7 separate regions of the Mus musculus genome follow, and regions 1, 2, 3, 4, 5 and 6 are each linked to region 7. A link is a contact called in public HiChIP or PLAC-seq and promoter capture Hi-C data. All regions are on one chromosome and are shown on one strand. The core of a region is the stretch at or near the end of the contact, and the rest is flanking DNA. Distances in the headings are between cores, read along the strand shown. Region 1 holds the start of Slc26a6 (solute carrier family 26, member 6). Region 2 holds the start of Ip6k2 (inositol hexaphosphate kinase 2). Region 3 holds the start of Celsr3 (cadherin, EGF LAG seven-pass G-type receptor 3). Region 4 overlaps Gm33616 (a long non-coding RNA gene). Region 5 holds the start of Uqcrc1 (ubiquinol-cytochrome c reductase core protein 1). Region 6 holds the start of Nckipsd (NCK interacting protein with SH3 domain). Region 7 holds the start of Rassf1 (Ras association (RalGDS/AF-6) domain family member 1).

What was found. HiChIP or PLAC-seq counts read pairs in DNA pulled down with a chosen protein or histone mark. Capture Hi-C pulls out chosen DNA fragments and counts their contacts.
Region 1: a contact with region 7 is called in a promoter capture Hi-C map of liver, with 4 times the contacts expected there. The contact joins the promoter of Slc26a6 here to the promoter of Rassf1 in region 7. A contact is called at or near these places in 2 of 39 promoter capture datasets (erythroid cells and liver), 1 of 115 datasets of contacts at active chromatin or transcription factors (double positive thymocytes) and 2 of 9 other capture datasets (adipose tissue and liver).
Region 2: an H3K27ac HiChIP or PLAC-seq map of thymic regulatory T cells shows a contact between it and region 7, with 6 times the contacts expected there. The contact joins the promoter of Ip6k2 here to the promoter of Rassf1 in region 7. A contact is called at or near these places in 4 of 39 promoter capture datasets (erythroid cells, liver and pre-B cells) and 2 of 115 datasets of contacts at active chromatin or transcription factors (double positive thymocytes and thymic regulatory T cells).
Region 3: a contact with region 7 is called in an H3K4me3 HiChIP or PLAC-seq map of embryonic stem cells, with 6 read pairs. The contact joins the promoter of Celsr3 here to the promoter of Rassf1 in region 7. A contact is called at or near these places in 3 of 39 promoter capture datasets (liver and pre-B cells), 2 of 115 datasets of contacts at active chromatin or transcription factors (bone marrow-derived macrophages and embryonic stem cells) and 1 of 9 other capture datasets (liver).
Region 4: an H3K4me3 HiChIP or PLAC-seq map of bone marrow-derived macrophages shows a contact between it and region 7, with 3 times the contacts expected there. The contact joins the enhancer-like site here to the promoter of Rassf1 in region 7. A contact is called at or near these places in 3 of 39 promoter capture datasets (embryonic stem cells, hippocampal neurons and liver), 1 of 115 datasets of contacts at active chromatin or transcription factors (bone marrow-derived macrophages) and 1 of 9 other capture datasets (liver).
Region 5: a promoter capture Hi-C map of adipose tissue shows a contact between it and region 7, with 2.2 times the contacts expected there. The contact joins the promoter of Uqcrc1 here to the promoter of Rassf1 in region 7. A contact is called at or near these places in 3 of 39 promoter capture datasets (erythroid cells, liver and pre-B cells) and 3 of 9 other capture datasets (adipose tissue, liver and macrophages).
Region 6: a contact with region 7 is called in a promoter capture Hi-C map of liver, with 3 times the contacts expected there. The contact joins the promoter of Nckipsd here to the promoter of Rassf1 in region 7. A contact is called at or near these places in 6 of 39 promoter capture datasets (erythroid cells, fetal liver, liver and 2 more), 3 of 115 datasets of contacts at active chromatin or transcription factors (bone marrow-derived macrophages, double positive thymocytes and extraembryonic endoderm stem cells) and 2 of 9 other capture datasets (adipose tissue and liver).

What each region holds. Positions count from the first base shown.
Region 1 is chr9:108,852,730-108,855,429 of GRCm38.p6, forward strand. Slc26a6 (solute carrier family 26, member 6) reads left to right here and starts at 1,314. Exons shown (of 20, transcript NM_134420.4): 1 at 1,314-2,105. Celsr3 (cadherin, EGF LAG seven-pass G-type receptor 3) reads left to right here. Exons shown (of 36, transcript NM_001359572.1): 36 at 1-240.
Region 2 is chr9:108,782,525-108,785,224 of GRCm38.p6, forward strand. It overlaps Ip6k2 (inositol hexaphosphate kinase 2), which reads left to right and starts at 1,288. Exons shown (of 6, transcript NM_001379600.1): 1 at 1,288-1,346.
Region 3 is chr9:108,824,747-108,827,446 of GRCm38.p6, forward strand. Celsr3 (cadherin, EGF LAG seven-pass G-type receptor 3) reads left to right here and starts at 1,299. Exons shown (of 36, transcript NM_001359572.1): 1 at 1,299-2,700. The coding sequence starts at 1,574. It overlaps Gm35025 (a long non-coding RNA gene), which reads right to left and starts at 1,374. Exons shown (of 2, transcript XR_871161.3): 1 at 1-1,374.
Region 4 is chr9:106,393,401-106,396,100 of GRCm38.p6, forward strand. The region is part of intron 2 of Gm33616 (a long non-coding RNA gene); the gene reads right to left. Among named protein-coding and RNA genes, the nearest start is that of Gm46131, 20 kb to the right of the region's middle. Within about 2 kb of position 1,416, at least 40 of the 459 cell types and tissues checked have an H3K27ac peak or open chromatin away from gene starts, as enhancers often do. A contact at or near this core is called in bone marrow-derived macrophages, where this site is marked.
Region 5 is chr9:108,935,335-108,938,067 of GRCm38.p6, forward strand. Uqcrc1 (ubiquinol-cytochrome c reductase core protein 1) reads left to right here and starts at 1,314. Exons shown (of 13, transcript NM_025407.2): 1 at 1,314-1,453; 2 at 1,682-1,822. The coding sequence starts at 1,385.
Region 6 is chr9:108,806,958-108,809,657 of GRCm38.p6, forward strand. It overlaps Nckipsd (NCK interacting protein with SH3 domain), which reads left to right and starts at 1,423. Exons shown (of 13, transcript NM_030729.4): 1 at 1,423-1,697. The coding sequence starts at 1,527.
Region 7 is chr9:107,550,235-107,552,934 of GRCm38.p6, forward strand. It overlaps Rassf1 (Ras association (RalGDS/AF-6) domain family member 1), which reads left to right and starts at 1,321. Exons shown (of 6, transcript NM_001243748.1): 1 at 1,321-1,612. The coding sequence starts at 1,363. Zmynd10 (zinc finger, MYND domain containing 10) reads left to right here. Exons shown (of 12, transcript NM_053253.4): 9 at 50-175; 10 at 264-385; 11 at 506-631; 12 at 727-1,087. The coding sequence ends at 802. Gm34106 (predicted gene, 34106) reads right to left here and starts at 603. Exons shown (of 2, transcript NR_168657.1): 1 at 463-603.

The sequences.
Region 1 (2,700 bases), core at 64-2,563, 1.3 Mb after region 7:
TCCCACTTCACTGCCTGTGCCAAATCCCACCAGCCAGGTCCCCAGCTCTCTTTACCCAGACTGACCCCTGCCCTTGAAGGGCTGAGAGGCCTGTCGGTTGGGAGAGTGTCCTTGCTATGTCCTAGGTTCTGTAGATGCCCGTCTCTGGGGTCCCCTTCCAACAGTGGCCCTCTTTCCTGTCTGTGTAAATTGTTCCGTGAAGCCGCGCTCTGTTTTGGGAATAAACTTCTATAGAAAACACTTGTTCCTCTTTCTGTCTCAGCTGTTGAGAATACTCACCCAGGATGACCTTTGTAGGACTCTGAGCTCTCCTCCCTCCAAAATAGCCAGTTATTTTTAGCCCATTTCATGGGAGATTTGGACCAGGTTCCCATTTCTTTCTGAAATATGGCCTCTCACCTTGTGACTGGAGCCTGAAGTTGGAGCGCAGGAGCTGCGCCAAGAGAAGCCACTTTCCTGGTCTAGGCAGTCATATGAGGGTTTCCTTAATATCCAGAGGCTGACATTTGTGGCCCTGCCCATTAGTCACCCCAAACCTAGGCGTTCCCACTTCAGTTCCTGCTTACCCACCCACACTCTGGCCCTTACTGGTCTTTTCTCACTTGGATCAGGCCAGAGCTTCCAGACCTGGAAAGGATCCTGAGTGCTCCATTTCCAGTCTAGGCAGCCAGGTGTGAAAGTGAAAGGGGGGGGGGGGGCTTAAGAAGCCACCCATGGTGACAAATACCTTTGATCTCTTCTTTAATCCCAGCACTCACTAGGCAGAGGCAGGTGGATCTCTGTAGACAAGTCTGGTCTACAGAGAGTTCCAGGACAGCCAAGGCTAAACAGAGAAAACTTGTCTGGAAAAAAAGAAATGGAGGTGGGGTGGGGCTGGTCTTGAGGACCACTGTGCCAGGTCTCAGAAGGAAAAATCTGAGGGTGATACTCACAGCTTGGTGGTCCCTGAGAGACCCTACAGGCCTAGATCTCCCACAGTTGAGGCTGGGGCCCCTGGTTGCACACCTAGGCATCCAGATCGGTCAAGAATGTCTCCTCTGCATAAAGTGGGGACCTTCTACAAAGCATACAATTAGGTCCAGCCACTTAAGGGCACAGAGGCATAACATTGGCCAAGCGTAGCGCTGGGCCTTCGTTCCAGTCCTCCAGTCTCAGCAGAATGCTCCAGCTCCCAGCAGGTTAACAAGAATCGCAGGCAGGGACAGAAGCTAGGCCGACGGGAAGGAAAGGGTTAAAATTTTATTCTCCGGGCTCGCCCCGCCCAGAGAGTATGACTTGGATTCCACCCCCAGAATTCTGATTGGTCTGATCTTGCACATCCTAGCGGTGGAGCTTGCGGCCGGCCAAGTTCTGGGCCTGGCGCCACCTTCTAGCCGGTAGTGGCCTCCTGGGGGAGCTGTTTGAAAAGCGGTACACGAGTTACCCTCTGAGGGCCATGGGACTTCCCGATGGGTCCGGTGAGTTGCAGGGCGCTGCCCAAATTCCGCGTGCCCGCGAAGCGCTAGTAGTTCTGTGACTCCCGGCCTGGGTCAATTCAGGAAGGGAACCTCCAAGTCCCCGACAGGCATTTCCCGTCTGCGGAGCCTTAGTTTACCGCCTTGCCGATTTTCCGAAGGAGGTTATCCATCAACAGCGAGGGATGGGGGCGGGCTCTGGCGCGACCCCAGCTCTTGAGGGTTGTACTGAACGTCCCTGGAGTGCTAATAAGGGCGCTGCAGGGAAGTTGCTGCTTACCGAGGAGTCCTGGCACGGGAGGTGTGCCAGCTGGGCGCGTTGGGACTGGGAGAGAAACCGCTGCAAGACAGGCTCTAGCCAGGCGGTGGACCAGCCGCGGCCTGAGTCGGCAGGGTACTGTTCACATTTGTCGCTGCCGGCCCTTGTGCCCTCCCAAAGGGAGGTGCCAAGCATCAAGGCTCCGCCCTCCAAGGCGCGTGCCGCCTGGTAAGGGGAGGGAGCCCTTTAAGAAGACTTGAGAGATCTTGAAGGAGGGGAGAGGGGCCGCTGAGATCTCCTGGAGCCCGCGGTGCAGAGAATCTCTGAAGATCTTCCTTGCGTCTGCACTGCTCCCTCCTCCATTGGATACCCAGGTTAGAGAGTCTTCCCAGGTGAGTTCCTACCCCTCTGGTGGGATTCTCTCCCCTGGTTATAGCCTCTCCTAGATCAGAACTCACAGGTGATATCTTTCCCACAGGCTAGCCCCTCCCCCCTGCCCACTCCAAATTTGTTTCCCCTGAAATATATTTATAGAGAGCTGCATTCCATATGGAGGCACCCCCCCCCCAGATCAGAGTTTCTTCTGAGAGACCCCCTCAGATCCTATTCTCTGGTAAAGTCTCCCACTTCCGAGAGAAGTGCCTCTCCAGAGAAGTGCCTCCCGATGAGAGATTCCCACACCCCCGGTCAGAACTTGCCTGGCTGGTGAAAGCTTTCAGGGCAGAGTTCCCTCCAGGTTGGATTGGCTTCCAAAAGCTCCTGTTCCCAGGTGAAGTCTCTCTACTTCGAGTGGGAGCCTGTCAAAACTCCCTGGAGGTGAGAGCTTCGACCCTGGAGTCTTGCTGGACCCTGTCCTGAAACTGGAGGGCAGTATTGCTTACAGACCTCTGGTTTGCTAGTTCTTATCTGTCAACTCGCTCTCAGCCAACAAGGTTGGGCTCCTGGTGGAAAAGCTGGAAAGGGGACTGGACAGGAATTGATTCAGGG
Region 2 (2,700 bases), core at 38-2,537, 1.2 Mb after region 7:
GCCTCTCGGTTCATGCCTGTAATCCCAGTAAGAGGAAGGTTGATGCTGAAGAATTGCCTTAATTTTGAGGCCAGCCTGGGCTACAGAGAGGGATCTGGACTCAATTAGTTAATATTTTAAAAACAAAACCACGACCCGGGGTAAGTGGGTATAGACAGAGAGGAAAAAATGTGAAAAAGAAAAACTAGACAGAACTGAACACAGAGCCATGAAGGCCTCAAGGGAAGGCGATTCCAAGAGGAACCTGTTGGTAATAGGAGTTTCTCTTGTCCACCTTTAGAAAGCAGGGATTAAAAAAATCTGTTTACTGCACTCACTGCAGAGTGTAGGTGCTTAATAAATACTTCAGTTTTAAAAACCTATGAGCTACATCTTTGCTAATGCCCAGGATGCAGGGTTACAACTCTGGCATCCTTTACAGAAAGGCCAATAGCCAAGAAGGAGGTCATCCCATGCCCATGGTTCCCATCGTGCTCCTTGCCTTTCCTGGCTGCGCTGACACTCGTTCACTCATGCAGGAGACCTTCTGAATGACACAGGCTCCAGACAAAGGAGTCTTGGATGAGCTCTATGCTCCAGACCTATCAATTTACCGAGGACCCTATACATCCCTCTGATCAGACTTCTATTGGCTTTTATCTTGTCTGTCTGTCCACTCATCTGTTCACCTGTCTAAACATTTTTTAAAAATTATTATAGTGTGTGTGGTGTGAGTGTGTGTTTGTGAGTGAGAGAGAGACAGAGACAAAGAGCCAGAGAGAAACAGAGCAACGGCTTGACCTGTTGAGCCGTCTTACTGGCCTCCTATAGAGCCATGTATTTGTCTATCGTCTGTAGTCATTCTCTCTGTTCCCTGCTGCTATCCCTTTATCCATCTTAGCGACATGTAGTTCTGTCCATCCATCTGCTAGGTTGACCAGCTTTGCAGTTTATCACAGAATGAATACTGGCCTTGACATTCCTGTATCCTAGGAAACTCCCCAGTGCGGGGCAAACCAGGACTGTCTGTCCATCCACCCTTACCCTAGGCATCCTGCAATCGATCCATTTGGCACACAGCCCATCAGTTACTTCAACTCCAGAACAGACTGGCCACCCTCCTCACTCAGGACAACGCCCCGCCTCTTCCCGCCCCTTGCCCATTCAGGAAGCCGCCCCAAGCGAATCCCGGCGCCCTAGCAACAGTCTTCCAGGCCGCCCAGTCCGCTTGCGCGGCTTCGGGTGCGAGCCAATAGCGAGGGGCCCTGGGAGCGAGGTTGGGGGGCGGGGCTGAGCGCGGCCGCAGCCATTTTGGTGGAAGAGAAACAATAGGACGGAAGCGTCGCGGGACTGGGCTGTGGCCGCAGGTAACGCCCGCCCCGCCCGGCCCGTGGCCCTGTCACCCCGGGGCTCAGGGGAAGAGGTTTTCGGTGCTGGTAGCGGCCGGGCTCCGGGATCCCTGGGAGGCTTGGGTTTGTGAAGGGGGTCCTATGGCTGTCATTGAGAAGCGGTCTCCCCCTTTTTTTGTGTAGTCATCCCTTCCCTATTTACGGGGGGCCATTGTACCTTGCAGTTACTGGGGAGAGTAGCGTTGCCCACCGAGACGGGGCAGAATCTTCCCCCCGGCATTGGAGGGTCTCCCGGAACCGGGGGAGGGGAGGGGGCGGGGGACGACGACAGTGTCTTTCTCCGGTTTTGAAGCGGTCTCCCTGGGTCTTCCGGTGGAGGACAGGATCTCTGGTCTCACAGAGGTCCCCCGGCCACGATCTCCCTGGTCTTTGAGGATGGGGTCTTTATCTTTGGATGGAAGGGTCAGCCCGGATCCTCAGGTACTGTTGTTACCTGGGCCTGCAGATGTGCAGCCATTTTGGGTGTTGAACGTCAGTTGTGCCAGTCAGCTCCTCTTTGATCCCGGAAAGGCGGGGGAGAGGGTGATCTGCGCATCCAACCTTATTGGTTTTTTTTTTTTCCCCTTCTTCTCCTTTAAGATCTTAAAATGGATCAGAAGGTGTCTTCTTTTTTCTTCTTCTTATGCTGATGCTCCTACCACGAGTGGGATTTTATTCATATTTGATAACAAGACTGCATCTATCTTCTGCATCCTTCCTAATGACTTGATTCGTTTTTAGGATTTTAATTTCTATCAAATATCAAGAAAGCTGTACTAGCGGGAAAATGGGGAAAAATGTAGGAACTGGTGAAATCTAGGGCTCTTCTTACACGCGAAAGGAAATAGAGCTAGTCATCGCATGTAAATAAACATTTTGTTAGCAGAAATGTACATAGAGCAAGAACAAAATAATTTCGAATATTTGTAAGAAAAAGTACTGAAGGGATCCAGAGGCAGTGGGAGGGGGATAAGAAGGGACCAGGGGGATGGATATGGTCAAAATACATTGTATACATGTTTGGAATTGTCAACTAATAAATATTTATGAAAATAAAAAGATCCAAAAGAAAGAAGCCCTGGCAGTTTTGAAACAGCAAATATGATGCAGACAAACATTTTGAAAAATTTAAAGGACCTTCCTTGTTGACAGCATTGTTGTTGATTTTCAGTATTTAAAATGTTTGCTGTATTTGCACTTTCCCTGGGATAACATTTTAAGAGATGGGAGATGCTTATTTACCAAGTTGTTGCCGTGGAGAGTGTAATTGTAGGGTTTTGTTTTAATTTTAGCAGCTATCCACAGATAGAAATACAAAATGAGTACTTATGTT
Region 3 (2,700 bases), core at 49-2,548, 1.3 Mb after region 7:
CTTAACGACCCCAAACACTACAGCTGATACCCATGGGTCAGATCACAGCAGCCTCGTCCAGTGCAACCCGAGTGAGCCAAACCTCCCCGAAGCAAAGAAACCCAGGAGCGAGAGAATGCGTTGATTGGTTGCTGGTGATGTCATAGCTACCATTTGGGGGCGGGCCAGAGGTCTTGGCCAGGAGTTCTTGGACTGTTTGAAGTAGTAACCACTCAGCCGGGGGAACCGCACCCAGGGCAATGTTCTGGGGTCCTAGGCCTGACTCCTGTCTCGGTGTCAGAATGAATGAGTCCCCTGCACCTTGCGTTGCAGCTCATCACCGATGCCAAGTTTGGAGGCTGATCAATATAGCGCGTCTTTTGGATTATTTCTGCTGGCTAGCGTGGAACCCGCGAGGCCCTCCTACCTCCCGCATACAATGGAGTCCTCCGAGAGGGGCGGGGTCTCCCATTGTGCCAATAGAAACAATGACACTCTAATTGGAATGCGCCGCCTTTCTCTAGGATTCTGTGACGTCTGTTGCGCCACATCTAGCTATTGGTTGGTTGAGATGCGCGCGTGCCAGGAGTTGGACGGAAAGCTAGACTGGACCAGGACTAGGGAGAACTGAGCTTCTGTCGGGTTCTTCAAGGGGTTAAAGGATGCAGTTGTCGCAGGCGAGGGGGCGGAGATCTGAGGAAGCTGGGTCCACAGTTGTACAACCCTGGGTTCCACGTGGCATCTCAGAACACTGGAAAGAACCATAGCCTAGAGAGACGTGGTGTCTCTCCCAAGTCTGGGAGACCGCTAGTGACTCTCGTGGCGGAGAAGAGTTGGCTTCTCTTCCTGTCTCAGAAGGGTCGTTTTCAGATCCTGTTCTGTAGGAGCAAACAAGGAGATTTTTGCGACATGTTTCTCATAAGTTAAACTTGTTAATAAACAGTTAACGCTATTGTTTGAACCAGGCCGGTGTCTGGCCATTATTTTCACAGTCCCAGGATTCTATATGGTAACCCTTCCCAGACCGATGACAGCACATTTTCAAACCAAAATGGGTGTTAGGGCTCGGAACTAGCGCTCTAAAGGGAGACGAGATTCTCGGTCTGAAGAAAGACTAGGAAGCCACGCTGGAATAGCGCACTAGGATGAGAGGGAGGGCGGTGGCAGAGTAGCGGAGAAACTCCCAGCTCCGTTCAGCACCGTGGGCAGCACTTCTGTTCTCAATAAAGATGGCGGTAACGGCTTCAGTCGCCAGAACTGCCATGCGCGACGGGCTGTACCACCAGGTTTGGGGCATCGGGGCGGAGGTGGAGCAAACCATCGGAGCGGCCGGGAGCCATGTTGGAGCGTCGGGAGGCGGCAGCGGCGTCGGGGATGCTGTGGTGGGGGCGGCAAAAGCCGGGGCCGTATGCCAAAGGGGCTCTGGCCGCGGAGTAGATGGTGCCCAGAGAGCAGTGGCGGCGCGGAGCGACGGGCAGAGGGGCGGAGGGCCGGGGCGGCGGCAGGGGCCCAGGAGGGGGCCAGAGCAGCGGGGCGGGCCCAAGGCCCGGACCCGGGCGGGGGGCGGCGGAGGCCGTGACGGGAGGCGGGGGTGATGGCGAGGCGGCCTCTATGGTGGGGTCTCCCGGGACCGTCGACCCCGGTACTACTGCTCCTTCTCCTCTCTTTGTTCCCTTTTAGCCGGGAGGAGCTGGGGGGCGGTGGGGACCAGGACTGGGACCCAGGGGTTGCTACTACTACTGGGCCAAGAGCGCAAATCGGCAGTGGAGCCGTAGCTCTTTGTCCCGAATCTCCCGGCGTCTGGGAAGATGGAGATCCTGGCCTGGGGGTCAGGGAGCCTGTCTTCATGAGGCTCCGAGTAGGTAGGCAAAACGCCCGGAATGGTCGAGGGGCCCCTGAGCAACCAAACGCGGAGGTGGTGGTCCAGGCATTGGGTAGTCGCGAGCAAGAGGCAGGTCAGGGTCCAGGGTATCTGTTATGTTGGCACCCAGAGATCTCCTCTTGTGGGCGGACAGGGCCTTTACGAAGAGGTAGCCTGCCACTCGATGCTCTGTCCCCAGGGGATTCTGATCTGAGGAACAGCTCTCCTCACCCTTCAGAACTTCTGGCTCAGCCTGATGGCTCCAGGCCAGTGGCCTTCCAGCGTAATGCTAGGAGAAGCATCCGCAAAAGAGTGGAAACCTCTCGCTGCTGCGGGAAGCTGTGGGAGCCAGGACACAAGGGTCAGGGTGAGAGATCCGCGACTTCCACAGTGGACAGGGGACCCTTTCGGCGGGACTGCCTCCCCGGCTCTTTAGGATCTGGCCTGGGGGAGGATTCAGCACCACGTGCTGTGAGGACAGCTCCTACGCCGGGTTCAGCACCTCGCGAGTCTCGGACAGCTCCCGGGCGCATGCGCTCCCGCGGTCTCTTCCGCCGCCGTTTCCTCTTTGAGCGCCCTGGGCCGCGCCCTCCCGGGTTTCCGACTGGTCCTGAAGCCAAGCAAATACTCTCAACTAACCAGGCTCGTCCTCGTCGTGCTGCAAACCGCCACCCGCAGTTTCCTCAATACAACTACCAGACACTGGTACCTGAAAATGAGGCAGCGGGCACATCAGTACTGCGCGTGGTGGCACAAGACCCGGACCCAGGCGAGGCCGGGCGCCTCATCTACTCGCTGGCGGCGCTCATGAACAGCCGCTCGCTGGAGCTTTTCAGTATTGATCCTCAGAGTGGCCTCAT
Region 4 (2,700 bases), core at 166-2,665, 1.2 Mb before region 7:
CGCTGAGAAGTGAGTCTCATTCCTGTCATGAGTGGGGAGGTCAAGAAAAACCTGAAGGGGCAACACTGGGATAGGGTTGGTCAGCGGCCATTTGGCAAAGAAGGCAAAAGCACGGCATGGCTGAAGAGGGGTCACGCCTGGCGTGGGCCTTGGGCTTTGGGACCTGCTGGTGACTAGAGGCCAGTAGCCCTTGTGGCTGCTTCTCGGAGTTGCTCTGAGCCTCACCAAGCTGAGATGAGCAGCAGTGAGAGTGGCGGGCACAGGGCTCACAGAGGCCAGTGGGTTCCAGCGGCCCCATCTCAGCCAGGTCCTTGGCAGCCCGCACTGCACTCGGGCCGCAGATTACCAAGAAGCAGCCCTATCAGATCTTGGCACCAGCTAAGTGATCTCAGGCCAGGCTGAGTGAAGTAAATTGCAGTATTTAAATGAAAGGAGACCAAGGAGGCTGTGATGAATGCGGTTTGGCTGTGACAGACCTGTAGTTGGCACGACTTGTCCTGTTTGTTTGTTTGTTTGTTTGTTATTATGCAAGAACTTCCTACATAGTTCTGACTGTCCTGGAGCTAATAATTATGTAGACCAGACTGGCACTGAACTCACAGAGATCCTCCTGCCTCCGCCTCCTGAGAGCTAGATTAAAGACATGCACCACCAGGCTTAGCCCATTGATCGTCTTCTTGGTCCGGGTGGATATCCCTGAGGCCGACTTCCCACACTCTCCCATCCCTTGTCCCATTTGACAGATAGAGAAACTGAGCTGAGTACAAAGCCCTAACTGGCCAAAGGCCATAGGGAGTTTGTTTCAGAAGCGACTTGCCTCACCTTGGTCTCCTGGGCCACAGGAAGTACTCAGGAAGGTGTTTGGGCTGGTGGCAGAGATGGGAAGCCCCCAACGTGTTAACCTATTCACTGGAAAGCCTTGGCTTTGAGCATGGCCCTCTTCAGCCTCCCTTTCACCAGTGAAGCTTCAACCCTTTCTCTCTAGCTTCTGATGCTATACCCCTCCCCCCTTGAGCATCTTCTGTCTTTCCATGATGCAACCAGGCTTAGAACTGCTCCAGGACATAGATGCCGAGCCCTGTGGTTCCGTGTTCCTTCCTATTCAAGCTCAGCCCAAGGCAAGCATGAAGCCCAGCTGGAGTGAGGCTCAGGCAACTCTACCCCCAGACAGATGCCCAGGGGTAGAAGAGGACACTGTGTTTAACTTGTGTCAGAGGAGTATCAGAGGTGACAGAGAGGAGGAGGGGTAAGAGGGTCCAGAGTAAGGAGGTGGGGGTGGAGGAGTGACTGGGAGGGAAGAGAAAGGAGCTGAGGAACAGCAAGGTGAAGGTTCTTAAGCTGCCAGTCATGTCTGGGCCAGCCCTGCAGCCCAAGTCAGGATACTTCCTGGGTCTCAGTTCTCTGCTCTTCTCCCTTTGTCCACAGCAAGGATGCAGAGCCCCAGTAGACAGAGAGAAAGTGAGGGGCCCCTAGTGGGGGATCTGTGTGTATGCAGGCACTTAAAGGGCCCCCGAGAGCACTTCTTGGGCTGTCTGTCCACAGCATGGCCTCCTGGATATGTATTCAATGCCTGCCTCAGCTAGAATCACAGGCGTGCTCCGGAGGGCTGATCCACCTTGCTGAAACCAGTTTTCCTCTAGCGAGGGGCTTGGGTCACCTCTCTGCCTTGTCTTGGTCCCACTACCAATTGCTGCACCCATCTGATTGGTATCCTGTGGAAGGGACCTGGGTGGGGCACATTAAGTCCCCAGGATTCCACCCCGGGGATGTTGCTGGCCCAAACCCCCTCGCCAGGACTGTGCTCTTAAGCAGTGAGGGACGCCCTGGGGAGTGTCAGTCCCTGTGAGTGTGTGCACCGGGCATGAGGATTATTGATGCTCTGTGATGCCAGGCAGGGTTTAGCCCCCTCTGGGCCTCTGTTCCTCATCTGTAAACAGGGATTAATAATTGTGCAAATCTCCCAGGGTCATGAGAATTAATTAAACAAGAGAGTACCAGAAAACCGAGCTCAGCCAGCATCTGGAGCAGAGCCAGAGCAGAGCGTGCTTTCCTCTAGGTTTCTTGGGTTGTCCTGTGATCACATGGCCGCTCTGTCCCCTGAGGAGACCTGCTGGCTCTGTCTGTCTGTCTGTCTGTCTGTCTGTGCCCTGCAGCCAGGAGCACCTTTGCTTCCCCATGCAAAGACCAGAGCCACTTCCCAAGGCTAAGAATTTTCTGTGAGGGGATTGCTCTGACTTCTGGTTCAGGGCCCAGCCAAAGAAAGCACGTGTGTCCTAAAGATCGGAGGCCTGTGTCTCCCCGTGGCTTAATGTCAGGTCATTCAACCAATGTCAGGTAGCAAAAATCCTTCCCATAACTTCCAGTCCATGCAAGCCCATCTTGGAGTGCGGGTGGAGGGCCCTGGCCAGATTGAAGGAAGAATAACTCAGTATAGGGGCCTCCAGGGGCCTGTGGCTGTCAGACTGGCACCCACCCATCAGATCTGTGAGATTCTTTCTGCATGACCATAATGACCACAAGCTCCCTTCTGAGGCCCAGGGACCTTTCTGATCCCATGCTAGACCTTCATGCCTTCTCATCTAGGCCCAGGATAAAGAAAGAGGATATAGAGTCCCCGAGAAAATAGATAGTTGTAAGCCCCAGTGCCCCCCCTCCCCAGCCCCCTGGGACTTCTATTGCCTGTCAGATGAACTCAAAGGG
Region 5 (2,733 bases), core at 64-2,563, 1.4 Mb after region 7:
TTTCTCCTATGGGGCTGCAAACCCCTTCAGCTCCTTGGGTCCTTTCTCCAGCTCCTTCATTGGGGACCCTGTGCTTCGCATCCAATAGATGGCTGTGAGCATCCACTTCTGTATTTGTCAAGCACTGGGAGAGCCTTTCAGGAGACAGCGTTATCAGGCTCCTGCCAGCAAGCTCTTGTTGGCATCCGCAATCGTGTCTGGGTTTGGTGGTTGTTTATGGGATGGATCCCCAGGTGGGGCAGTCTCTGGATGGTCATTCCTTTAGTCTCTACTCCAAACTTTGTCCCTGTAACTCATTTTTTATTGTTTTGTTTTGTTGAAACAGGGTTTCTCTGTGTAGCCCTGGCTGTCCTGGAACTCACTTTGTAGACCAGGCTGGCCTCGAACTCATGAATATATTTCTTAATGATTAATTTTTAATATTTTATGCTCTTTTACTATGCTTAACTCCCAAAGAATATTTTGCATGTTTTGAAACAATTTAGTATTCAACATTAGATATAGGATCCTCAGTTATGGATAGTATTAAATATTCATTAATGATATTTTAGGGTATGAAAGGATATGAATATAAAAGTTGAAAAAAATTTATGGATTATTTGATTCTCAAAGTACTCAACATTATTAATATGTTTGATGTATAAAATGCATTTAAATAATAAAAAATTAAGAAAAAAAGTAAACAAAAAGTTTTGAAATAATCACAAAATAGAAAAAACTTTTTTGCTTAGTTATTTTATTCCAAACAAGGAGCCCTATTCCACAAATTACCTCTACATTGTTCCTCTTTTCATACACACGTTTTTTTTCTTACGTTTTGGAGACACTGTCTTACACAACCCAGGGTAGTTTTGAACTCCTTACACAAGAGAGGAGGATGTCCTTGAACTCCTGATTCTTCTGTGTCTCCATTTCCCAAGTGCTATATATTTGGCAATATATTATTAAACGTCTTTCAAGTCAACCATTTAAGCATATTTTATTCTTTTAAACTAACTTTAGTGGACACCTTCTTGCACAGACAGGCAAGTGCTTTAGCCCTTGGGCTCAATTGTGCCTAGCCACTGCCCTCCAGGTTTCAGAGCTGCTGCTGGCGTACAATGCATCTCCCACAGTTGCATACCGCCTCCCTCAGGTGGAAGAAGGTGATGAATAGAACCTGTCTCAGATGGGACCAGATGAAGGGCCCCTCCCTCGCAGGTTGATAAATGTCCCGAAGATCCTAGAGGCACACGGACCAAATGACTACATGCGATCAATTCTTGCTAACGTACTTGCTGCCCAACAGGGGGCGACTGAGCACCAAGTCTTCCTTACAGCGCTTGCGCCTCAGACTCCGCTCTGCGCATGCGCAGCGCGGCTCTACACTGACGGAAGTTAGAAGATGGCGGCGTCCGCAGTCTGCCGAGCGGCCTGCTCCGGGACGCAAGTGCTACTTCGCACCCGCCGCTCGGTGAGGTGGCAGTGAGACGTTGGGCTGCAGGGCCCAGGGCTTTCGTACACAGATGAGGAGCAGGCTGTCTCAGCAGTGGCGGGTCGGAGTGGGGAGGTCGCGGGGGTCAGGGCCGTGGGAAGGTCATGGCGGAGGGCGGGGATGGTTATCTGCTCTGGCTTGGGTTTGAGAGCCGAGGTCCCAGAGGCTTGGCGAGCAGTTCTTGCAATGGTCGCCTTCTCCCTTTAGCCGGCCCTGCTGAGGTTACCTGCCTTGCGGGGTACCGCAACCTTCGCCCAGGCCCTCCAGAGCGTGCCGGAGACCCAGGTCAGCATCTTGGACAACGGGCTGCGTGTGGCCTCGGAGCAGTCCTCGCATGCTACCTGCACGGTAAGTGTGCGCCAGTCCTCTAGGTGAGGCCCGCCGTGTTGTCCCAGGTTGGGATGTGACCTTGGGCTCCAGTCTTACATGTTTTGGGTGGAGACTGGCTTACTGCCGGGGCTTATCCCTGTACCTGACTTCAACCCTGCCTTAACCCGGCAGCCAACATTATGGTGCTTGCCAAAGACGGGGCCGAATTCTCTCCTCCAGCTTTTCGTTCTACCTCCCCGAGAGAAGAGATTATTCTCTTGCCACGAAAAAGAATGAGATTTCACAGACTTTAGGTTATTTACAGAAAGACATCCAGGTCTGTTAGACTCACCACCTAGGCTATGTAATTTGTAGACGTAGCCAGGAATACACTTCAAGAAATGCCTCTGAAGGACGGGGAAGATGGCCCAGTGGGTAAAGAGCTTGGTACTCAAACATGGGTATCTGAATTTGGAGTCCTCAGTGTTGTGATTTAGGTCTAACACCAATACTCTGAGGGGTGGAGACTAGTGTGTCTAAGCCGGTCTTACTTTTACCTACACGAGTGGCTTACATGTGTGTATGTGCACCATGTCTGTACATAATGCCCTTGGAGGTTGGAAAAGGATATTAGAACCCCCAGAGGGCTGGTGAGATGGCTCAGTGGGTAAGAGCACCCGACTGCTCTTCCGAAGGTCCGGAGTTCAAATCCCAGCAACCACATGGTGGCTCACAACCACCCGTAATGAGATCTGATGCCCTCTTCTGGTGCGTCTGAAGACAGCTACAGTGTACTTACATATAATAAATAAATAAATAAATAAACAAATCTAAAAAAAAAAAAACAGAACTGGAGTTACAGGTGGTTGTGAGCCACCGTGAGGGTGCTGGGAATTGAACCTGGGTCCTGTGGAAGAGCGGTTCCTAACCCTACACAGTCTCACCATCCC
Region 6 (2,700 bases), core at 173-2,672, 1.3 Mb after region 7:
GGATATCAAGTTCTTGTCTTGGCTGAGCCTTCTGGCAGCTCCCCACATCCCACTGGGCCTACCTCCACCATGCCTAAAAATAGATTAGCGAAGTCTAGGTGTAGTCTGGCTCATCTAAGTACTCAGGCAGAGGGAGTTGGATTGCTGTTAGTTTCAGGCCAGTTGGTGCTGCTAGTGTGACCTTGTCTTTAGGGGGAAAAAGCCAGGTGTGGTGGCACCTGCCCTAAGTCCCAGCATTTGGGAGGCAAAGGCAGATGGATCATTGGATTTAAGGCCAGCCTGGTCTACATGGTTCCAGAACAGCCAAAACTACACAGTGAGACCTTGCCTTGGAACATTGTCTGATGGTGTGTATATCCTGTGCTCCTTAGATTAGTGGAGAGTATGCAAGGATCCTTTAGGCCTTCTTCACTACGACCGAGGGATGCCAAGGATTTCAAAGATGTGGATGGCTAGGCTGAATATTAAACTGAAGGTCAGGGATGCTTTTTCTTTCTTTGAGACGGATTCTTACTATGAAGCCCAGGCTGGTCTTGATCTTGGCTTTCTACAGCTCTGCCTCCTGGATGCTGGGATCATGCCACCATTCAGAACTCAAAACATGCTTTTTAAACCTCATGTGTTCAGTCCCTACCCTATCAGCCTTCTGCCCTAACCATTTTTTTTCCCCAGTGCCATTTGTGATGTTGGGGCAGGACAGGGTTGGTAACAGACAGCCTTTTAAAACAGGAGATGCATGTATACACGCAGTTTGATTCGTTATGAGTAAATATGACCTTAGGTCATAGACTTAAATCCTTTTGTAACAACAAAAATGGCAAAAGGATAGTCATTGACAAGTTGGGGCGTGGTCCAGAAGGGAGTGTTCAAATAGAACAGATGCAAGACTCAAGATAGGAAAGAAGCCAGTATATATGAAGGGAGTGTATATGTGGTGGGTAGCAAAGATGCATTCTGGACAGTACAACCTGGTTTTGTCCCTTGCCCTCCACACTTGTCCACCACCTCAGCGACAGAGTAGGGACTTTGTACTAAGGCACTGTGAGGCCTAGATGCGCTGGGGAGACCCCTCCCCAGAAAGAACTTCCAAATGTCTGATCAGGATTCCTCAAAGCAAAACACCATATCCCCGTCCCCAGGGACGCACTGGCTATAAGCATCCTTCATCAGGAGGTGGGAAGGAACGCAGCGCTTGCACCTGAGCTGGGAAAGGAGGAGGAAAGCCAGGGAGAGGGAGTTAGGACCCTAAGTCAGCTGACTGGAGTCTGAGGCCTGAAGGAACTGGAGACTCCCACCCCGCCCCGCCAAACCTCTCTCGGCCGCGAGGGGGCGCGGCGCTCCAATACTGGAGCCGACTCGCTCCTGGGGCGGGGTTCCGGCGGTCGCGCATGCGCACGCGCGGCGTGTCACGGGGCGGGGCGGGGCAAGCGCCGGGCGGCGCGGCACTCAGGGCCTGGCTTCCCGGCACCGCAACCTTCGTCGCGTACCCAGCCCCGGCGCTTCGCGGCCCGGCCCGGCCCGGCCTCATGTACCGCGCGCTGTATGCGTTCCGCTCCGCGGAGCCGAACGCCATGGCGTTCGCTGCAGGCGAGACCTTCCTGGTGCTGGAGCGCAGCAGCACGCACTGGTGGTTAGCAGCACGGGCGCGCAGTGGCGAGACCGGGTACGTGCCGCCTGCCTACCTGCATCGCCTGCAGGTGAGTGTGTCCCTCCGTCCCAGGCCTCTCGACCGAACCCCTTCACCAGCACGCAGAACCGATCCAGGAAGCTCAGTCAGATTCTTCGGGACTTCTACCAGACAAGGAGGTTGAGACTCTGACCTTAAGTCCCAAGAGCCGTAAGGACTGAGACCCCTCCGGAAGGGCCGTCAACACCCACCCGAGACTAGGCCTTTGACATTTAACCGCAGGCCCGTGAAAAGCTTAATTCTGGAACAGGGACTCTCTGTCATCGATAATCAGAGCCTCCATCTGCATTGAATTCTCGAGCTGGATCCAGAGACTTCCAGTCCATTCATTATCCAAGTCCCTTAGACCTCCAAACCCTATTCGTTCCCCTTTCCTGAATCCCTAGGATGCCCATCTCCCATCAATCTGTAGCCTCCACCTTTAACTGTAAAGATCACCGTGCCCACCACTGACTGTGCCACCTCATACACCACCTGTTTCCTCAACCACCCTCCAGGTTCTTAGTCCCCACCCCACCCACACACTTGGACCCCAGAGCCACAGGCATTCCTGTCCCTTATGCGAGTCCCAATTCCTGTAGTATCTCTGTATCCCGAACCCGCCCACCTATCAAGCTCTCCCCAAGGACAATTCCCCAACCCTTCAGGAACCAAGGCCCCTGGCCCCTGCTGATAGACAAGGTTCCCTGGCACAGCCCCCACTTCTCCCAAGCCTCCACTCCTGACTTCTCTGGTTTCCTTCCTCTGAAATCTGGGCGCTCCATCCTGGAATGGGAGCTGTCCACACTGTGAGGAAGTGAGCCTCCTTCATGGTTTCCCGTTCTGAAGATGGCCTGGTCCCCTTCCAGTGGAGCCTGCTCCAGTTCCTGTTTGCTCAAGAGTAGTCCTGCTGCAGTGTCTCCAGCTAGCCTATTCTGACTGCAGGAGGAAGGGGACCCAGGGCAGTCTGGGCTATTCCAGACTCATAGTCCCTAGCTATGGAAACATCCTGTCCCAGCCCAGTTAAGGACAGA
Region 7 (2,700 bases), core at 71-2,570:
TGGCTAGGAACAGTTAGTTTCTCAATGGCCTTCCCTGGATCTCTTGCAGCTTCAGGCCTTCCTCACTGACACACTACTCGACCAGTTGCCCAATCTTGCCGATCTGAAGGGTTTCCTGGCCCACCTGTCCCTGGCTGAAACCCAGCCCCCTAAGAAGGACCTAGTGTTAGAACAGGTAAGGCCCTAGAACATGCTTGGGAGTGCTTGGGACGGTGGTCCACTTTTCCGGCTCCTTCCTCCCTGTCTCCATTACACTTTTTTAGATCCCAGAAATCTGGGATCGCCTGGAGAGAGAGAACAAAGGGAAATGGCAGGCTATCGCCAAGCACCAGCTTCAGCACGTATTCAGCCTCTCGGAGAAGGATCTTCGTCAACAAGCACAGAGGTAAAGTCCACTGAGTGGCTGAAGTCACGTGCATAGGACCAAGGAGGGAAGGTCACCTAGTGCTTCTGTGCACCTACCTGCCCGGTCCGTCCATTCAGCTCTTCTCGACTCCTCCCCCAGGTGGGCTGAAACCTACAGGCTGGATGTCCTAGAGGCAGTAGCTCCGGAGAGGCCCCGCTGCGGCTACTGCAACGCAGAGGCCTCCAAGCGCTGCTCCAGATGCCAGAATGTGTGGTATTGCTGCAGGTGAGGCGATCCTGGGACCTTAGTTGCCCCCCTAAGCTCCAACCCTGGGTTCTCCTACAAGCCCTGTCATTGTCATGCAACCCACCCCGCTGCAGGGAGTGTCAAGTCAAGCACTGGGAGAAGCACGGAAAGACATGTGTTCTAGCAGCCCAAGGTGACAGAGCCAAGTGAAGGCCGTAGCTGCCGAGGGCCGACAGAAGAGCGCACCCAGACTGTGACTGAGCTTCAGGGACTCGTGGCTCGCCCCTGTCAGACCTCAATTTCCCTGGTGAGCACAGCTGAGTCAAGTAGAGCTGCAAACCACCACACTCTTCACTTCCTGCCCCACCCAGCGAATACGCAGAGGACCAGGCCACAGCATCAGCAAACTGGCAGACAGGGTTGGGGGGTGTAAGCAAGGGCCGGATGTGGAGACCCTCTTCCTTTCGCACAATAAAGCAGACTCATGAAACGCAACAGTGTGGCGCTGTACAGTCATCCTTGGGGTCGGGGGAGAAGACTGGACGGAAAGATTGGGAAGGGGCTCTTTGAAAGGGCCCACCCCTGTGCCGTGCCCCGCCCACAAGTCCACACGGTCGGCTCGCCTAGGGTTCCAGCGCGTCCTCCTCGGCTCTTTCCCGCCGCCCTGCCTGGATCCTGGGGGCGGTGCCGAAGTCGCGGCCCGCCCTGCGGCCTCGCCCGCTCGGTACTCACTAGCTGCTAGTCCGCTACAGCACCGGCCTGACCGGGCCATGTCGGCGGAGCCAGAACTCATTGAACTACGCGAGCTGGCACCGTCCGGGCGCATCGGTCCAGGCCGTACCCGGCTGGAGCGTGCCAACGCTCTGCGCATCGCCCCGGGTACAACACGCAATCCGTCACAGCAGCACGTCCCGGGTCGTGGCCACCGTTTCCAGCCTGCAGGGCCCACCACGCACACGTGGTGCGACCTCTGTGGAGACTTCATCTGGGGCGTCGTGCGCAAGGGCCTACAGTGCGCGCGTGAGTAAGCGGCCCCACACAGCCAGCGACTACGGAAAGGGAGGCAGCACCATAGTTGCGGGTCAAGCGGCAGTGGAGGGCTGGTCAGTTGTGATGATCCTGCAGACCAGATCTCCTGGCCTTGCTCCATCAGGGAGAGTGCTTGAGAAAATGGTTTATCACTTGTCACGCTCTGTCCGTGCACAGTTGGGCAGAGTTAGTTGTCTGTGAATAAGAAGGTGCTTCAAGTTTGTCTTTAAAGTGCTTGTGCCCTTTCTTGAAAAGCCTTTGTGCCTGCTGAGCTCTGAGCCTACATTCCGAGGCCCGCCTCTTCCCAACGATTGGCTCACTGTGTTCCCCCTCTAGATTCCTGGGTGACGTCTCCCACATTAATAGGGGGCCAGAAAAAGTTAGAACCTTAGTTAGGCTCCTTGTTAGTAGGAATTCTATTGAAACTTCAGTCAAGGTTGTTTTGAGTCAAGGATGCAGAGGCTAAAACATGGAGTCCAGCCACACACACAATGAGTGGTCCTTCTGACCTAGGAATTACCAGCAAACAGAACCACGCAGGACAATATATACCTTCCAGTCTCCTCGCGCCTACTTCTCCTCTCAGACTTGTTGACTCCGTTGTTGAAAGTGGACCTTAGGCATCCTGGTTTTTCTGTTTTGGTTTGGTTTTTTGGTTGTTTTGTTGTGTTTTAAGACAGGGTTTCACTCTGCAGCCCTGGCTTGCCTAGAACTCTCTATGCAGACCAGGCTGTGACAAGCAACCCACCTGCCCCTGCCTCCCAAGTTCTGATGTATAGTTTTGAGTTGAGAATCGGTGCTTTGGGCCATATAGGAACTTAAAAATGGCACTGTAGGCCTGTGTGTGCCTCCAGATCATCTCATTCACTATACAAGTATGTCACAAACTCAGCTAGTGTAGCAGTTTGTGACAGAATGCCACATGAGAGCAAGAGCTGCGGCATCTCAGCATTCACAAGGAGAAAGAAAGCTGCTCTGGGGTTCTTGTCTAGGAAGCAAGACAGTTTGGGAGATAAGGAAGAAACCAAAGGCAAATGGAGGGTTTGCTTCAGATTGGGCTTACAGTGATAACTTGTTGA